Linked DNA regions of Sus scrofa: region 2 is linked to region 1. Evidence: chromatin contacts called from public promoter capture Hi-C data. All regions are on one chromosome and are shown on one strand. The core of a region is the stretch at or near the end of the contact, and the rest is flanking DNA. Distances in the headings are between cores, read along the strand shown. Region 1 overlaps LOC110260336 (a long non-coding RNA gene). Region 2 holds the start of FAM46C (family with sequence similarity 46 member C).

The links. Promoter capture Hi-C pulls out the DNA fragments that hold promoters and counts their contacts.
Region 2: a contact with region 1 is called in a promoter capture Hi-C map of fetal liver, with 2.2 times the contacts expected there. The contact joins the promoter of FAM46C here to the enhancer-like site in region 1. A contact is called at or near these places in 1 of 5 promoter capture datasets (fetal liver) and 7 of 47 Hi-C or Micro-C datasets (embryonic fibroblasts, fetal heart ventricle, fetal liver and 2 more).

The regions. Positions count from the first base shown.
Region 1 is chr4:103,087,234-103,089,986 of Sscrofa11.1, forward strand. The region is part of intron 4 of LOC110260336 (a long non-coding RNA gene); the gene reads right to left. Among named protein-coding and RNA genes, the nearest start is that of FAM46C, 65 kb to the right of the region's middle. Within about 2 kb of position 1,263, at least 5 of the 83 cell types and tissues checked have an H3K27ac peak or open chromatin away from gene starts, as enhancers often do. A contact at or near this core is called in fetal liver, where this site is marked.
Region 2 is chr4:103,152,776-103,155,475 of Sscrofa11.1, forward strand. FAM46C (family with sequence similarity 46 member C) reads right to left here and starts at 1,299. Exons shown (of 2, transcript NM_001315609.1): 1 at 1,189-1,299.

The sequences.
Region 1 (2,753 bases), core at 13-2,512:
AGAAAGAGAGTGCTGGGTTCTCTCCCCATATCCAAGCTGCAGCCTGAAATAGCTGTTGAGACTACAGAAAATCTCAGAATAGCTTTTGGCTTCACCACAACTCCAGGCCAGAGCACAACACATACCCAGGAGGGGCCAAAAAGGATGCTTGCACAAGAAACTCATGGCGTGGGAACGTCCTTTGGGGAGAACAATGAAAATCATGGTACAAAACCCAGGCTTGTCCTTGTTTGGGGATGAGTGACAGCATCTTCAGTGACCCCAATGGTACAGCCAGTGGATGACCACAGTGGTCAGGTCATGGAGCCACCAGTGTGGCCAAGGCTACAAGGGCTTAGCGCTGGAGTCAGAGCTTCTAAACATCCATGAGGGCTTCAAAAGTATTCATCTCACAGCTGGGAGGGTATAGGGGCCTTAAGTCACCAAGCATCACATGTGCCAGGCACGGAGCTGTGAGTCCAAGAGACATTATCCTGTTAAGTTCTCATACAGGACTGAGCGAATGGCACCATCATTCCCATTTGACAGGTGAGAGAACTGAGGCTCATGGGCCTTGAGAAGTTTGGCTCGATCGGTAAATGACAGAACTGGGATCTGAGTGTTGGTCTGTGTGATTCCAGGGCATTTTCGCTGGGGCTGCACAAATGGGGAGCACCCTGACCTCTCGAGAGGAGACAGGATAGTGAAGCGGACAGGTGCCAACGCTTTAACATGGACAGACACAGGGCTGGAGAGCCCGGAGCGCTCCAGATGGCCTCGTGGTCCAAACCCTGCTCCAGAGAGCTGGGAGGTGTAGGCTAGTGGGGCCCAAGAGGAGCCAGAGCAAGCCAGGAGGCCACCCTCCCCGCTGCTAGGCTGGCACCACTTGCTGTTTCTGCCTCTGGAGTCACTTCCCTTCCATCCCATCTCCTTCTCCAGGGGGTACCACATCCCCCTCCCAGGGTCTCAGACTCTTCCTCAAGAACAGACATGGTGCCACTTTTCAACCAGCACCATGCTACCCTTAGCAGTGGCTGTGGGAAGCAAGGAAGGAGGGGTCCTGGGCGAGAAAGAGCTCAGACTTAACCATGACCTAGGTTATCCCAGTCCTCATGCCTATTCTGTGGCCTAGGACCCTCAATTCAGCCAACATGCTAGCATCCCCTGTCATTGTCCTTTCTCTCCTTTTCCGTTTCAGGTAGGGACCCTCCTCTCTAGAAATAGACTGGGCAGGTGAAGATGCTAGGCAAGGCGTAGAGAAGAGCCCACCACGAGGGGGCAGTGTGGAGCAAAGTCCCCATCTGCCCCTCTCACCGGGGGCTTGTTTTTCCTTCCTCAAAGCCCCAGACCAAAGGGCCACCAGTGGACTATTCTAGGGGATCCACAAGCTTTGCATGGAGAGCTTTTCCCCAGATTGTTTTTGTTTAAAGTATAAGCTTATTCCGAATCTCCTGATGACACGTATAACTGGGGCCTGCCCTTAGAGGCTTCCCTTGACACTTAGGAATGCCCGGCTGCACTTGAATTGGCATAAACGAACTAGCAAAGAAGGGAGGCAGAGGCAGTATGGAAACAAGGTGTTCGTTCTGGGTGAAGGCCATGTGATACCATCACACCAAGGGTTTGCAGTTATTCCAACAGAGCAGCTGGTGTGCAGTTTAAGGCAACAGGTGCCAAAAAACCTTAACCATGGCTGTCATCCCACCAGAGCAATCGACTTTCTGCAAAACCTCCTCTTCCATTCCACTAGACACGCGGAACTTTAGTTACCGTATTCTGCTGATGATATGCAACCTGTCCGTTTACTTTAGTTTTAGGGTTTGTGTTCTTGCGCCTTACATTGTGATGTGATCATGCTTCAGCCTGGGTGAGACATCACAGCGCTCAGAGTCGGGGAAGAGGGAAGGTGCCACGTGAAGCTCTAAGATGTGTCCTCTCGAGAAGAGGTAGAGGTCCCTGATGCCATGGGAAGAACTTGGGGACTTAGAACCAGAAGGACTGGGTACCACTCTGGGTTTGGCCGCTTCGCAGCTGCCACTTCCTTCTCAGGGCTGTGGCTGCCTTGGCCCGTTGGCTTCTACTTCTAAATTCAGGCTGCTAAGTGAGCTTCCTGCTGCCCAGCATCCCCCTTCACTGCTCCTGCAAGCTGGAGAGTCAGGGGCTTCCGGGGGATGAGAGGGTGTTCCAGTGGGAAATGGCCTGGGACTGCACAGTCCTGCCAACGGGCAGACCTGACCTGCCTGCCTGCTGCTGCCGGCCCCTTGCTCCCTCCTCCAGTGAAGCTGTTGGTCACTCTCCAGGGAGTCCATTAGCAGGTGCAATTAAGCACCAGAGCATGACAAGCCCTTCATGGAAAGAGGCCAAGCTGGCCCACACTGGCTTAGACTGTCCTGTCTCATCAGCACACCGGCAATTCTGCAGACCTGGGATAGAGATAGAAGAAGCTCCCTCTTTTCAAGCGTGGAGATAGAGCCAACACCATCTAGCAAAGGAAGTTTCTGGAGCCCCCAGGGCCTCGTCTCTCCGGGACAAGTTCCCTCTGCTACTGGTAAGACAGGGATGGTCTCCCTTTCTTCAAGCTTCCGGTTGATCATCAACATCAGTAAGAGTCAGCATTTCGAGGAGGGCTTTGGAGCTTGGAAAGGATGTTCACCTATATTATTTAATAATCAGAATAAAGAGCTCTGGGAGAAAGAATGCAAGACACAGAGGTTAATCATGTACCTGAAAACACAGTCATAAAGTGGACACCAGGGACCAACATCCAGACGTTT
Region 2 (2,700 bases), core at 49-2,548, 66 kb after region 1:
GGTTCCTATTTGAGACAACGATTTAGGCAGCCCTGCAGAAGCCTCCCTCTGGACAAAAAAAAAGGGGGGGGGGTTGCAAGGAGACCGAACAGATCCTCCCCACAGGGTCCTGCCCTAACAATCGGTTCTAGTGCTCCTGGATGAACCGGAGTTCTCCAGAGAAACTCGCCAGGCACTTCCCCGGAAGTCGTCTCTTCCTTCGAGGTAGCGCCGATTTGTTTCTCTCGGGCAGGCGTTCCGCGTTTAGGTGCACAGGCTGCTACCCTGCACTCGTCAGGTTCGTCACCCTCCTCTGGCTCCCTCCCACCTTCGCGATCTGAACTGTGACACCTCTCTGGACAGCCGTGCCCCTAAGCCGCCCGCGGCTCCGCTAGCCCAGTCAACGGACGGCCGTGGCTTTCCGCGTACAGGCTAAGCAAGTTTCATTCCTAAAAGGGGAGGAACCAGGTCGCAGACGCCGTCTTCCCGAGAGAAGCAAAGCCCACGCGTCACTCGCTTGGATCACTTTGCTGCTCTCGGCGTCCCCAGTCTAGTGCGAGTGCAGGAGAAGTTAGAGATCTCCGCCCTCTCCCTCAAACCCTGGCGCTGGCACCCAGCAGGGGGAGGGTCCCACCCCTGTCCTCCCCTTCCCGGACTGATACAGCCCCCGACCGCTGCTGTCTCCAACTGCACCTTCCAGAGCCGCCGCATTCGAATTTGCGCTCGGCCGGCCGGCCAAGGTGTGCGCACCCGCGGAGCGCCCGGACGAGCCCGAGAGACCGCAAGCAAGGGAGGAGTGGTGCGGCCGCCGTCGGACCCGGGGAAGGAGCTGAAGGCCCCGTCACATACACTTCAGCTGCTCGGCAGGCTCGGGCCAGCACGGAGCCCGCGGGACGCGCGGAGCAGGAACTCGCCGAAGTTTGCCAGGCCCGGTCGAAGTCTCTCGAAAGTTGTAGCTCCCTCTCGGAGCGTCTCGCCTGGCCCTCGGGGGCGACAGGATAACGGGGGTGTCGTCGCTGGAGCTGAGGGGGAAGGGGGCACAGGGGCCCGGCACCTGTCCGCACCTCACCTCGGGGCCGCGGCGTCCCCTCCGGGCTAGGCGAAGACTTAGGCTCCTCTCGGCTGGAGCGGACCCCCCGAGAGCAGGGCGCGCGGCATTCTGGGACCGCGCATCCTCGCACCTTTAAAGGAGGGGGTTGGTGGACTCACCTGGGCGGCGGCGGCGGAGGAGACCACAGAGGCAGGTCCTTGGCGTGGGCAGCCCCCCAGCAGGAGCGGCGCGGTCACTACAGCCCCCAAGCAGCGGTACCGAGTGAGCAGTCCTGCCGCCGCCCCCTCCGTTTTTATATGGCCTGACCACGCCCCCGTCCGCCGCCACCGCCCCCACCCCCGCCCCTTAGCCTGCCCTCCCGGGGGAGCGAGGGGCGGGGCGGGGCGGAGCCGGCACCCACCAAATCCTTCCGCCGGGGCGCTGACGACGAGGGCAGGGCGAAAGGTGCCCTCTGATTGGCTCCTCGGGTGAATGGTTGCCGAGAGACGAGTAAATCTTCGGCGGCGGGAAGGGGCCGGGGTGCCAAAGGAGATAGCATTGCGCAGGCTCAATAGAGAGGGGCTGCGTTGACAACCCCCCCCTTAACTTCGGAGTTACTCAGACTCCCTTTCGACTTTCCACTACCTTCTCTTTTGCTGGTGGTAGCGCATAACTTATCACCCAACTGCCCCGCGCCCAAGTTTTTTTCCAGCTCTATTCCGCTCCCTCGCGGGTCTGTTTTTTTTACTTCTCTGGGAATTTTAGCTTTAGTTCCCTCTCCGGTAGTGGGGAGTGAAGCCCCCACGCCTACCCCGGACTCGAGTTTTTCTTTTTTCTTTTTTTTTTTTTGCCATTTCTAGGGCCGCTCCTGCGGCATATGGAGGTTCCCAGGCTAGGGGTCTAATCGGAGCTGTAGCCACCCGCCTATGCCAGAGCCACAGCAATGCAGGATCCGAGCCGCGTCTGCAACCTACACCACAGCTCACGGCAACGCCGGATCGTTAACCCACTGAGCAAGGGCAGGGACCAAACCCGCAACCTCATGGTTCCTAGTCGGATGCGTTAACCACTGCGCCACGACGGGAACTCCCCGGACTCGAGTTTTGAAGTCGGGGAGAACACTTGTTTTCTGAGCCAGACGAGCCTTCCTGATCCCCCAAGCAAATTGGCTGGAGGTCATTGGGGAAAGGGCCAGCACAGTTGGTTCTCTGGAGCGGTTACCACCTGTGTGCAGTTAGTGGGACTAAGGGCCTGGAGGAATCCATCGCCAAGCCTGCAAACTGCGGCAGCTTCAGCCGTACTCTTACTCGTACTCGGAATGTCACAGGGCTCAGTCGTGTCTGTTACATAACATGCAGGCGGGGTTTGGACGCTGTCCCGTCACTCCGTAGCAAGTGGTTTCGAGTCCAGGTTCTAAATTCAGATTAACCTGGATTGGGATCTCTATTCACTACCTAACTATCTGTAAGGCCTTGGGCAAGTAACTTAACCAACCCTCCATAAATCTCCATTTCCTCACCTGTACGGAGGGACTAAAATCGGAACAGCTTTGTAGCGTTATATAAGTATCAAATAAGAAAATGGAAAGTTATTAGCGCAGTGCCTGGTGTAAAGTGTGTGGTAAATGTTCTTTATATCAAATAGTAGGTCTTGCATTTATTGAGCTTATGCTAATCTTCTACTGGGTGCTA